3 separate regions of the Mus musculus genome follow, and all the other regions are linked to region 2. The links are chromatin contacts, called in public Hi-C and promoter capture Hi-C maps. All regions are on one chromosome and are shown on one strand. The core of a region is the stretch at or near the end of the contact, and the rest is flanking DNA. Distances in the headings are between cores, read along the strand shown.

Region 1 (4,122 bases), core at 1,140-3,639, 600 kb after region 2:
TAGAACATTATACAGTGTGCGTGTGTCTGTGTGTGTGCTTAAAATGTTGTCCAGTCATCCCAGCTCCGTGCCGGGGGACCGGTCTTGCCTCTCCACCCCCGCCTGTCAGTTTTCTCTTACTCCTTTCTCCATCCTTTTTCTTTCTGCATCTCCTGCCCTTTAACCCCTTACTCCCTAGAGAGTCTCACCTACTCCTCCTCAGTCATTTCAGCGCCAACCCAGATTGTCTGCAACTGGTCTGCAGAGGGGAGACAGATCAATACACCCACCACTCGCACGGAGAACCCAGAGAAATCAGGTCAGTGCTCAACAGTGACGTCCCTACCAGCCTGTCATTTCATATTAAGCATGTCACCAACAACTGATTCCGAGAAAAAAAGGATATAAAGCACTCACAACCTCTGGGGAATGTTTCAAAACAGATGGTCTTGTGGACAGTTTTGGGGAAAGGAAGGTTTCTTGGCTCCAGTCAGCGATCAGCTACATGGCACAGCTCACCTAACTGGGCTTGGTGGTGTAGGCTCACACCCACCCCCCCCAACCACTAAGAGGCTAACTCAGGGAGGTTACAAACTCATGGTCAGCTCGAGGAACTTAGTTAGACACCACATGCTCTTCTTATAGGCAGAGTTTTTAAATCCTGAAAGAAGTTGAGAGTGGAGTGGTGGCGGCAGGGAGACTGCATCGTTGATCGATGGACACGAAGTCACAGAGGCGACAGTCGGATGTACCTTTTGTTTTTAGACAGTGCTGTTCAAACTCTGCTTCCCCCTCCTGCCCTTCGTGGCCTGATCCTTTGCTGTCACACTGGTGAATTCTGGGAGGGGAAGCGAGGCCCGGTGGCGGGGAGCTAAGTGACCTCGGGAGGCAAGGTGAGTATGTCAAGAACAGACTCTCCACTCTCCGGACACAGCTTCAGTGAGACAGCTCATTTTAATGGGGTAACAAAGGCTATCCAAGCCTTTGGGGTAAGTAGGGGCTATCAGAGTGACTGTACATCACTGGCCTGGACCAGTGTGCTGGGATGCCTCATTTGCATAACGAGGAACCCCAGGTGCTGCTGCACATGATTATATAAGAGAAGTTTAATGTGGTCACCAGGCTATGTGACTTCCTCCGGTAGGCAAAGGTGGGGGCACGGGGCTACCTGTGCAGGGACACCTAGGCCCAGGGGAGGGGAGGTGCAATTCTACTCTTGCTCTGGGCCTGCCCCCTCCCTCATCTCATGGCTCCTTGGCTCCAGAAGACAAGATCTGCCCACATACCCCAAACTGGTCTCTAACTCATTACCCTCTGCCACTTCCTCCCCAGTGCTGGGACTACGGGCATGCAACACCGGTCCTGGTCTGCTGGGGTGAGTTTACACAGTAGAGTGACCAGAGATAATAATCATGCACTGTAATTACCATGCATATATCTCAGTCAGAAGGAATCTTTAGTGTCTTTACACATAGAAACACCATATATTTATCAAGACTTAAACCCTGTATGATACACTTGTTATCCCTCCCCACTACTGCTTGCATCTCATTGCTAGTCAATAACAATACGCACCTGCTCGTGCGTTTCTGAGTTTCACTTGTAAAAGGAAACTATAGCTCTCGTCATCTCTTGCTACAGCACATCATTTTCTAGTTTAAGAACCATAGCGTGCTTTTTTCTGCAACCTTAAATAAACAAGGTGCAGTGGTTTTTGTTTTCTTGTTTGTTTTTGTTTTTTTAATGTCAGCAAATGTCTTGATAAGAGGGAAAGGTTGTATTGGGTTTGGGTTGGGGGGAGGGTTGGTTATTTTTTCTTTAAATATGTCTTCTCACATGTGTTCCTTCTTCAAGCTGTTTCTTATGAGATGGACAGTTTATACACCCTTTTGTTCAAATCTATGCATTTGGTTAGTGCCTAGAATGAAGCACTGACTATGCACTCACTCAGCCAAGAGGACTATTATTATTTATTGCTAATATAAAACACGAGAACAAGCGACATGCCTTGGGCCTGGAATTGGTGATTTAGCCATTGCAGAAAACACAACCTGCCTTCCCAGCCCTCACAGCTTACTGTACAAGTTATTCCAATATGTAGCCACAAGGAGTGTGTGTGTGTGTGTATGTGTGTGTGTCTATGTGTGTATGTGTGTGTCTCTGTGTGTGTATATGTGTATGTATATGTGTGTCTCTGTGTGTGTCTGTGTGTGATATACATGTGTGTCACTTGTATGTGCAGTATGCTACTGTGAGCACATGTGTGGAGGCCAGAGGCTGGTATTGAGTGTTCTCTATGTACTTTCACTTTCCAGTTTCTCTCCAGAAGCTGAAGAGATGGCTCAGTGGTTACAAACAAAGTTCTGGAAGGTTACCTGGGTTCTCTTCTCAACTCCTACATAGTGGCTCATTAGTGCCTGTAACTCCACTTGCAGGGTTTACAGTGTCCTCACATGTGGTTATACAAACGCGCGCACACAGGCACAGAGCACCTTTTATCCCCAAAGAGGAGACATTCATAGGCTATAGGTAATGACATGTGGGTATTTCATTTTCAGGGCTACCACTGAGACTGCTGGAGAGGATTAGTCTCCTGGAAGGTCTAGTGCATGTGTAAGCATTTGTGAGACCAAGCTCGTTGGGAAGGAGAGCTCTCATCCCTGGGAACTGCATGTTCAATGCCTAGAGGCAAGAGAATGGCGAAATGAAGGAACTGAAGGAAGTTCCTGTTTGGCACAGAGCACAGAGAACTAAAACGGGGACACGGTTGGAGAAGAGAATAGAAACCAAATTGTGAACAAGCCACATGAAGGAGCTTCAAGTTTCTCCTTGGGCCGTGGGAAGTCACTTGTTGTAAGAAGAGAGATAGAATCAAATGTTCACTGGAAGTTCTCTGGCTTGCATACAGAAAGTAGATTGGGAAAGAGCCAGGGTGGAAAGAGAGAGACAGAGACAGAGACAGAGACAGAGTGTGTGTGTGTATATATATATATATATATATATATATATATATATATATATATATACTCAAAACAGAGCCCAAATGCTTTCCAAAGGCCAGATGAATGTAGGCATTTCATGAAATGAAAATACAATTTAATAAATATAAAGAAATACTGAGGAATATCTAAGCTTATGCTCTGCTCTTTGACCGATTGTGAATTTCTTTGTTAATCTCCATCCACTACACAAAGAAACTTCTCTGCTGAGGTTTTAGAGCTGCAGCAATCTGTGTACATAGGAATGGGAGTCTAGAAGGCAGCTTCATACTGTGTCCAAAGTGTGGCAAAATCACCCACAACGGGGCATCTACATCACACTCTCTACCCCACAATGCTCAGGGGCAAGCTCAGAAGAGGTGGCGGAAAGACTGTGAGGGCTGGCCAGAAAGGGACGGACTGCAAAACAATGCCTTCTGGAGATGGTGGGATCTGCTGCACTCATGCAATCGTAGCAGCTACAGTGGCTACACAGATCTGCACAAGATCAAGCCAGTTCCTACGAAGGGTGGAGATAAAGAGATTCACCAGCCTCACCCATAGCTGAGCAGCGATTGACAACTGATGGCTTCAGGAGGAGGGAGAGGCAGTTTGCTCTTGGTGTGTGGCCCCGGGTAGGTCAACCATGCTCCGGGGGCCCCTCCCCACCATGAGTACATGAGTAGCTACAGTCAGCACAATGTTGAATCTGTGATACGTGTGTGTGTGTGTGTGTGTGTGTGTGTGTGTATGTAACAAAAGTGTGAGAGGTGAGGATCTGTGACGACTTGGGGAAGGAACTGAGGGTGAACATGATCAAAATACATTGGATACATGTATGAAATTGTCAAAATAATAAAATATATATTTATATATTTCCCTTTTATATTGGAAGTAGATGTTTTTCTCTCACAGTGTATCTTCTGATTGTTTTCCTTTCTGCCACTCGTCCCACTTCTTCCTCACTTTTCCTCTCATCCAGGTCCACCCCTTTTGGGTCTCTTGCTAGAAAACAAGCAGGCTTCTATGGGATTATGATATTATAGACTATGATATGATAAAAGAAAAACTAAAGCATTGGATTTGGAAAAACAAGCAAAGAAAGAAGAGCCCAAGAGAAGGCATAGGAAACAGAGACCTGTTTGTTTACACACTCAGGAATCCC
Region 2 (4,426 bases), core at 729-3,228:
AACCAGTAAGATGCTCAGTGACGTCCCACGCTTCAGTAAACTGACTTCACACACCACGAATAATCACCTCTATGAACCGTTTAAGGTGCATCTGTTATACAAACCTTTGTATTGGGGGCATTGATTGTGCAGATTCTCTGACTCTTTTCTTTTTTGGTCTTAGCATTGAGCTTAGGGTCCCACTCTTGTTAAGCCTTGGCTGTATCACTAGCCTATACTATGACACTTATAGAAACAGTTGGGGACAGTGGCCTTAGAGAATTTGAAGATCTGGGGAAAGCTTTAGGAAAACTCCTTTAACCAAATGCTCTCATCGCAACAGTCCCTGAGAAACCGAAACAGAAATGAGGCGAAGGCCAAATTCACAGCTGGATTTCATCGCCAAGAATGGTCCTCTAGTGCTCCGCCTATTTGTAGGGTGCGGCTGTCTGACTGTGGGCCCACCTCGGCAGAGTGTGATTACAAAGGAGCACCAGAGGGTTGTTCTTTGTGGTCCTGCTTAGGCTCATCCATTTACTCGAGTCTCCCAGCGGTTGTCAAAGCCAAATTTTGTAGTCAAGGTGAAGAGACAGTTAACCAAACTGTCCTCGGCACCTCTGGTTCAGGATCGCCACTCAAAACTTTTATCAGTAGGCAGCCGTTTCAGAAAAAGGGATTATGAATAGGGGAATAGGGGCCTGGATTAGCGAGACGTTAGAGACAAAGTGGAAGGAGTAAGAAGGCTGGTTTTCTTTTGGAGTCTCATTTTACATAGAAAAACTCCACGTAAGAAAGAAGAGCGAAGTACAACCGCAACAAGACATTTGGAGCTGCGTTTTTGGACATATTTAAAGCCCTAATATGCATCTTCAATTCTAAAGCATCCTAGCCAATAAAAGAAAATGCCACCCATATTTCTTTTTTTTTAAAAAAGAAAGCAAATCAGAGGATCAAGCGAGGGAACATTTTCTTCTATTCTGTAAGGCAAAAAGAACCACTGTCTTTCTACCTTTGGCTCCGCCGGACGTGTGTTAGATACGCGGGTCTGGGAGCTCACTCTGTGAGTTTAAAGAACTGAGGGGCGGAGCTGTGCCCCAACACTTGGGGCTTATCTCCTTTTGCGACTTCAACACCTCATCGCTTCCATGCTAAATAAAAAAGAAATAAGCAAGCAGTTAAACTTAATTAGGGGTAATAAAGTGACAAAGTTGTCTCTAAGCGCTCCTCTGACTCTTTAGCCACCACACCGGTCCTCAGGAAAAAGTGAGATTCCCGTGGCAGAAAAGCGGTTCCCATAGAAGACGTCGGATCTGAGGCGCTACTGGAGCTAGGTGCTTGTGCAACAGTGTTCTCCCCGCGCCGCACCTCTCTGGGGTTCAGGATGAGTGGAGGCTGGGGGCTGGACCGAGCCGCAGAGGCTCGTCTTGCAGGTGTGCACAGGTAGGGTGGGAAGCGGTTACTCCGGAGCCGCAGAGCGACGGGTCTTCACCGAAGGATCTGCGCGCCTGGGGCGGCCAGGGCAGATGCCAGCTTAAGAAAACATTCCTCCAAAACAAACCCCACCGACTTCCCGAGAGCTGCGCGAAGACGCGTGGGCGGAGCGGGCTTGAGTGGAATCCACGAGGCGCCCCACCGCCCACGTCGCGTCCGGGAGCGCGCAGCGGCCCCGCGCCATCCCGGGAGTCAGGGTCTGGGCTCTGCCTGGAGTACTCGATTGCACTCTGTAGTAAACAAAAGTATGGTAGCCGCCTCCACGCCGGTTTGCCTCCTAGCAATCCGATCGCTGAGACGCCAGAGACTCAGAAACACTTGAGAATTACAGAAAATAATAACGGAGATTGGAAAAAAAAAAAAAAGTGTGTGAGAAAGAAAAATACCCCACCGCCCCCCACCAACCTACTGCCGCCTCCCGAGGGAAGGCAGCGCCCGCCCAGGCCCGCGTTCATTGGCTGCTTCGGCGGAGACTTCGCGCGTCCATTGGCCGCGCAGCCTGTCAGTCAGGGGCGGGGCGGCGCGCGCGCCGCCGCGGGCGGGGAGCCCGCTGCAGATCCCGTAAGACGGGAGTCTGCGGAGTCGCTTCAGTCCCCGCCGCCGCCACATTCAACAGGCAGCAGCGCCGCTGTCGCGCGGCCGCGGAGAGCTAGAGCGGCCCGCAGCGTCCGCCCGTCTGCCTTGGCGTCCGCGGCCCTTGTCAGCGGGAGCGCGGTGCCCGAGCTGCCGGGCTCCGCGGCCTGGTCGGTGCCCCGTCCTAGGCACGAACTCGGAGGCTCCTTAGACACCGGTGACCCAGCGAAGTTAAGTTCTGGGCGCGTCCGTCCGCTGCGCCCCGCCGCGCCTGACTCCGGCGTGCGTCCGCCGTCCGCGGCCCCCCAATCTCGGAGCGACACTCGGGTCGCCCGCTCCGCGCCCCCGGTGGCCGCGTCTCCCGGTACTTCTCTGCTGGTGGGGGAGGGGCGGGGGCACCATGGCCGAAGCGCCCCAGGTGGTGGAGACCGACCCGGACTTCGAGCCGCTGCCCCGGCAGCGCTCCTGTACCTGGCCGCTGCCCAGGCCGGAGTTTAACCAGTCCAACTCGACCACCTCCAGTCCGGCGCCGTCGGGCGGCGCGGCCGCCAACCCCGACGCCGCGGCGAGCCTGGCCTCGGCGTCCGCTGTCAGCACCGACTTTATGAGCAACCTGAGCCTGCTGGAGGAGAGTGAGGACTTCGCGCGGGCGCCAGGCTGCGTGGCCGTGGCGGCGGCGGCTGCGGCCAGCAGGGGCCTGTGCGGGGACTTCCAGGGCCCCGAGGCGGGCTGCGTGCACCCAGCGCCGCCACAGCCCCCACCGACCGGGCCGCTGTCGCAGCCCCCACCCGTGCCTCCCTCCGCTGCCGCCGCCGCGGGGCCACTCGCGGGACAGCCGCGCAAGACCAGCTCGTCGCGCCGCAACGCGTGGGGCAACCTGTCGTACGCCGACCTCATCACCAAGGCCATCGAGAGCTCAGCCGAGAAGAGGCTCACCCTGTCGCAGATCTACGAGTGGATGGTGAAGAGCGTGCCCTACTTCAAGGATAAGGGCGACAGCAACAGCTCGGCGGGCTGGAAGGTGAACGGCCTCTGGGCGGCCCTGGGGGGTGGGGTGGGGATGTGTTGGGGCCGGCGGAGGGTCGGCAGTGTGGGTGTTCGGGGCCCGGAAATGATGGGCGCACGGAGAGAGCGGGGCGAGAAATGGCAGGTGTGGCGGGGGCTTCCCGGAGACCCAGAGCCAAATTTGGACCAGGTGCAGGCGAGGGACTTCTAGAGAGACCCGGGCAGGGCTCGTTTGGGAACTTAAGTGAAATGGCAGAGCAGGCGTGAAAGTTAGCTTAGTTGTTGGAGCGAGGGGTTCGCTTCCAAGGTCCCTCTCCATTTGACACTCCAGACCTCCTGCGAGGGGGTCGGGCGACTCCTCCACCCACACGCGCACCCACTCTCCCGACCCTCGGCCGCCAAGGTTTCCCCGGGACCCGACCGCGGAGGTGCGGGGCGCACTGGAGACATCCCCCACCCCCACGCGCGCGCACGCAGGCGCGGGGCTCCCGCAGCTTTTGGGATAGCCAAACGCGCAGCTGGCTGAGCCGTGTGCGGGCCAGCGGTTGCAGAAAGTTGCGGAGGCCGGGGCAAATTTGGTTTTAACCAAAGTGGCCTGGGCACTGAGCAGGTGGTCGAGCGTTCCCACTCACTGGGTACGGTTTCGGACGCGCGCAAGTGGGTGGCCAAGGCTTTTAGGCTCTGGGCAATCTAAAGTTCAAGTGTGACCCTTGGCCGGGGCGGGAGCAGGCGAGGAGGGAGGGACCGGGTGTACAGGAAGCTAGAACCTTTAAAGGGCCAGTGCCTCCAGGCTGGGAGGCCACACTTTTTGCACTCAGAGAAAGGCTTCCACAGTTGGGCTGGCTTGGGGAGGTATGCATTTAATTGAAAGCCGAGAGGCTGCTGTGTGTGACCAGATTATGCGTGAGTGTTGGGGAGTGATTTACCGTAAAGCATGCAGCTACCCACGACCGGGCAAGTCTGGGAGCCCTGAAGTGAGTATTTGGTGGAAGTCTTAAGTGCTCACTTGGGGAATTACGGAAGACCTTTTTGCCTCGAAGGAGGATTGGAGACTTATAAATTAGGTGTTTAAGGCCTTTGTTTACCTTTCCGGTGGGAGGGAGAGGACAGGTGACTCAGTGTGGACTGTGGCATCCCTACCAGTGGAGGTTGGGGTGGTATAAGGGCTGGGGCCTTTGGGGAGGAGAGAATCTTACCTAGAAGTCCCTCTCGAGGTGTGGCCACCTGTGGCTGACAGTTTCTCAGAATCACAGGTGGGACATATGTCTTAAGAATATCCAGTTTTTTCCCCCTCCTGGCCTTGGCTGTGCAGCAGAGCAGAGATTAGCCTTCACGGCATGATTGTAATAGCAAGGTGGTTTCACATACTCTGTCATCC
Region 3 (4,307 bases), core at 1,037-3,536, 740 kb before region 2:
TCAGATGTTGGGTGTGGTCTAGAGGAGACACATGACTGTGTCATTGTCCCACTTTCTATGACCATGAAAGTGGCTTGCTTAAGCTAAGGGCCTTTAGTCGATTAGGTTGAATTCACATCTTGCCCCCTTACCTCTTGGTGTGTAATTCGGACTCCATTATAAAACGACATAACAGTATTAGGTCCAACTGCTACCTTGGAAAACAGCCCTTCTCCAGCACTGGAGATGAGAGAGTCGGCAACATAAACCCTAAATATAGATATAATAATAAAAATCAGATCGTGAGCTTTTCAGCGTGACCCGTCACTTCATGTCAATCACCAAAATTCCATTACAAATTATTGCAATTATTCAACAAAGGCAGGGGGGGAGGGTCAAGAAAGTAAAATGCAATACGTTAGCAACAGGAATGGAAGAAACACCTCTTATCTCTGCAAGCGCTGTATTCAAACTGAACTCTACCCCGCTCCTTTAGATGAAGTATCTGGCTCAGGCGGCCTCAGACTTGCTCCTGAGCCAATGACAACAGGAACTCCTTCTTAATTATTATTTTATTTTGAGACAGGTTCTCTCTGTGTACCCCTGGCTGTCCTGGAACTCTCTCTATAGATCAGGCTGGCCTCGAACTCACAGAGATCCCTTCCCTCTGCTTCCAGGGAATCCAGTGACAACCACCTGAGATAATGATGAACTTCTAGTCTTTCTGCTTCCACCTCAAGTGTCCAATTTTCTGTAGTGCCAGAGATCAAACCTAGGGTTTTGAGACTACCAGGTACACATTCTGTTAACGGAGCCGTATCCCCAGGCCTCAAACAATCTTCCCTAGGGCTGGGGAGATGGCTGATCTTCCAGACCACCTGGGTTTGGTTCCCAGCACCCATATGACATCTCATAACTATTTGTAACCACAGTGCCAAGGATCTGATGCCCTCCTCTGGCTCCTGTGAACAGTGCACCCACAAGGTGCACAGATACACATGCAAACACTCATACACACAATTTTTTTAAAGTCTTCTTTAACAAGGAGTAATTAGTATAGATCCCTAAAGCTACCCATACCTGATATACCTTTTTGAAGAGGAAGATAACATTTACAGCTAATGGTGATTTTTAGTCTTACCAGACAAGAAAGCATTCCCCAGCTTTTCAAAGCCAGATAACAGAGAAAGACCATTTCTTAGTTAAATGCCAAGACGGCTGTTTACACAAAAGGTGACAACGAATCAGCTATATCCAACAAAGGGGTTAAAGCAGCGGTCAGCTAGCTACAGGTCAAATCTGACTGCTGCTCATTTTTGTTGATAAAGTTTTATTGAGACACAGTTGCCTCCCCCAGTTTGCTGAAGACTGTGTCTGACTGCTGCTGGGCTCAGAGGGAGAGATGAGTCTGTGCATCAGACAACACAAGGCCCCCAAGCTTCCACATTGTTACTCAGGGTGAAAAAGGTTCCTACGAATAGCTTTACAAGAAAAGCACTCTCGGTTGTGGAGTGGATGTAATAGAAACTTATGCTCCACCAACAAAGCTTTCATTTCTTCATGCGCTGTGATGGATGGCTCTGCTAGAGGCTGGACATCTGTAATTTTGGCTTATTTTTATGGACTAGAAAGCTGAATTATTGCTTCCAATTCTGCTCCTTTCCTGTGACAGAATGATACATCTCGCCCTCTTGCCAGGTGACCTCATGACACTCCCTTCAGCGCAGGAGGGTTGTATATCCCCCACCCTGCTGACTCTGCTGTTAGAACACAGGGGAAGGCCCTGCTGCTAGAACACAGGGGAAGGCCCTGCTGCTTGGCTTCAGGTGTTAAGAGGTGATGAGTTTCTGCCAGTCTCTTCCAGTTTCCACTGTCTCCAGGAAAAAAATATGCCCTGGGGGTTGTTTTTCCTTTAGCCAGAGTCTTGGAATGAAGAGATGTGAAACAGACCTGAACCCGACTTGAATCCTGGAGCCCAGCCTAGTCCGGCTGAGCCTGGTGAAGCCCAAATAAAAAATGGCTGAACCAAAGCCAGCCCTCCGAACCATGCGTAGAACACAAAATGCTCGCCCCTGTAAACAGCTAAGCGGTTTGAGAGTATTGCTATGCAGAATTTCACAACAGCAGCCTCGCTTGATAGATACAGTTGGCCCTGTAGTCTTTTGGGGCTAACACAGAAAACAGTCTGCACCCTGGCCCTGGGCCAGAACCTCTTGTCAAAAAAGGACATTTTTCTCCCTGCCTGTGGCACTGCGGGATCAGCTCGGTCAGGCAGACCAGGAGAAGGCTTGTTTCTCAGCTGGGAGCAGAAAGTAAACAAGAGCTAACCTATGCGCTGGGGGTTGGGGACTGTCCTTACTCAGAAGTAGACCAGCTGCTGGAGAGTGAGAAGCTGAAGGGCAGCCAACTGCATAGGTTAGGCGTGAAATGGCCAGACTTGACTAGGCGGGGAGCTTTTATGATCGCCATTATTTGTTGTCTTTCTACACTGTCTTCCCTTATGAATAAGGAAGTTGCTTTATGGTCCAAGGGTCAGGCTGCAGAGAATAGAAGTTGTGCTGAAAGTACAGGTCAGGCTAGAAAGGAGGAGGCTAGCGGGAGCCCTGACAGGACCTGTAACATGGCTCTGTGGGTGAAAGCGCCTGCTTTCAAGCCTGACTCCTTCCACATGGTGGAAGGAAAGAACTGGTTTCAGAAGTTGTTCTCTAATTTGTACGTGCTTGCTTCCCCATCCACCCAGAGTCCTGAGAAAGGGGACATTTGAAAGGGACTGACGGACTGACCCAGCACCTTTCCTAGAGAATTCGTTCTAGGACGAGATGAACTGGCTATTGCTAGTGTAGACACTTCCTACGGTCAGGCTCGCTATAAGCATGTAACTGGTCTTCCTCAGGATACCCAAATCCTTACTTGGAAGATGTGCCAAGGAAAAGCGCTCATTATGGAGGGGCTTGGGGTTGAGCAGGAGCCCAGCCTGAGCAGAGAGCCACAGGAGAACGAGCGTGCCCACCACCAGGGCACACACAGGGCAGTGAAAGGCACAAGGAAAGAGTTACCTCTCAGACTCATAAGGGTCTGGAAGGAGAGCATCGCTGGAGATGCAGGAGGAAGTCGATTTATCAAAGTGGTACACGGAACCTAAAAGGCAAATCCACACGTGAGTTCAGGTGCAGCGCCCGGCAGCACACGCAGATGTGTTCCTCGTCATGGGAGGGCCCAATCAATCACACGTGCCAATCTGGTCACGACAGCTAGAATAGCTAAGTCGACCTCTGCCCATTTACTCTTTGATTAGGTTTTTGAATCTTGCCTCCCCCCACCCTCCCACTTAGTAGGAGACAGGGTCCTACTAAGTTGTCCAGCCTGGCTTGGACCTTATAATCCTCAAGTTTTTGAGTGGATGAGATTACAGACCTGCATTTACCAGCCCTGGTTTAGTTTAAGTCTTAATGGACAACCATCAGACTTAACTCTTGGGATTCCTATTTGTTGAGTTTCCTTTATTCAAGTGCCTTAAAAACCTGCTTGGGTACCTAAAATTTTAAGAAAAACAAAAACAAAAACAAAACAAAAACACTTTTTAAATAGAATTTTCAGACTTTTTGATTAGAACAAACTGGGTAATGGTTTTTAAATTTCTCTGAGGGTCTCTTCATCCCAGACAGTCTTTAAACTCTATAGCAGAGCCCAGCACATGACTCCTTTACTGAGAGTGAAGTCAGCCTCACAGAATTAAGGACAACATTGCTCTCCATGCTACATTAACTGTCATTTGGCTTCTGTCTGGTGGCTCAGCACCTGGGGATGATTCCTGAAGATAGGTATGCAACGGTCCTACAATCGCCGTTGGCTTTCTGTCAACCTTGGCAAATTCCCAGGGCTCATACACAAAGAAACAAGATTTGGAACCAGGAACGGGGTAGTAAACTCCTACAAAGCAAATTGTTTTTAGCACCAAGACCACACAAGCAATCCCACCAGTCAGGCCTTCAGTAGTTGTCATGGTTACCAGACCCCTTTCCTGTTGTTTAAAATACAACGTTAACCTACATGAATACCTCAAACTTAAGTTAGAAAACCCAAATCAGCCAGCGACAACCTAGGATCAGACCACTTAAGGATGTCAAAAGTGGAACTTTCAAGTGGGCAACTTGGTTACACGGGAGGCAGGAGAGCCGCGAAGCTAAGCAGGGAGCCCAGAGGAATTTAGGTATCACGTTCTCCCCAGGCCCCACAATGCATCTGTGGTAAGCAGCCTCTTGGGCTTAAACAAACTCAGACACCAGATACACAGGAGCCTGGGAAACAGCCTGTCAGAGAAGCAGGCA

Evidence for each region. Promoter capture Hi-C pulls out the DNA fragments that hold promoters and counts their contacts. Hi-C and Micro-C count contacts between places; a contact is called where the count stands out from the background.
Region 1: a Hi-C map of bone marrow-derived macrophages shows a contact between it and region 2, with 19 read pairs. The contact joins the enhancer-like site here to the promoter of Foxo1 in region 2. A contact is called at or near these places in 16 of 39 promoter capture datasets (the 3T3-L1 cell line, 3T3-L1-derived adipocytes, the C10 cell line and 12 more), 2 of 15 datasets of contacts at CTCF or cohesin (the NIH/3T3 cell line and large pre-B cells), 17 of 484 Hi-C or Micro-C datasets (B cells, B-cell progenitors, the C2C12 cell line and 12 more), 31 of 115 datasets of contacts at active chromatin or transcription factors (the 230-238 cell line, CD8 T cells, DN3 thymocytes and 22 more) and 1 of 9 other capture datasets (liver).
Region 3: a promoter capture Hi-C map of hippocampal neurons shows a contact between it and region 2, with 5 times the contacts expected there. The contact joins the enhancer-like site here to the promoter of Foxo1 in region 2. A contact is called at or near these places in 3 of 39 promoter capture datasets (hippocampal neurons and liver), 1 of 484 Hi-C or Micro-C datasets (bone marrow-derived macrophages) and 5 of 115 datasets of contacts at active chromatin or transcription factors (embryonic basal ganglia, embryonic stem cells, neural tube and 2 more).

The regions. Positions count from the first base shown.
Region 1 is chr3:52,860,967-52,865,088 of GRCm38.p6, forward strand. No RefSeq gene overlaps it. Among named protein-coding and RNA genes, the nearest start is that of Gm20750, 65 kb to the right of the region's middle. Within about 2 kb of position 2,390, at least 24 of the 459 cell types and tissues checked have an H3K27ac peak or open chromatin away from gene starts, as enhancers often do. A contact at or near this core is called in CD8 T cells, the HPC-7 cell line, acute myeloid leukemia and 3 more, where this site is marked.
Region 2 is chr3:52,266,359-52,270,784 of GRCm38.p6, forward strand. Foxo1 (forkhead box O1) reads left to right here and starts at 1,979. Exons shown (of 3, transcript NM_019739.3): 1 at 1,979-3,064. The coding sequence starts at 2,444.
Region 3 is chr3:51,529,940-51,534,246 of GRCm38.p6, forward strand. Setd7 (SET domain containing (lysine methyltransferase) 7) reads right to left here. Exons shown (of 8, transcript NM_080793.5): 5 at 3,036-3,117; 6 at 132-249. Among named protein-coding and RNA genes, the nearest start is that of Gm36008, 21 kb to the left of the region's middle. Within about 2 kb of position 2,287, at least 94 of the 459 cell types and tissues checked have an H3K27ac peak or open chromatin away from gene starts, as enhancers often do. A contact at or near this core is called in hippocampal neurons, liver and stem cell-derived neural progenitor cells, where this site is marked.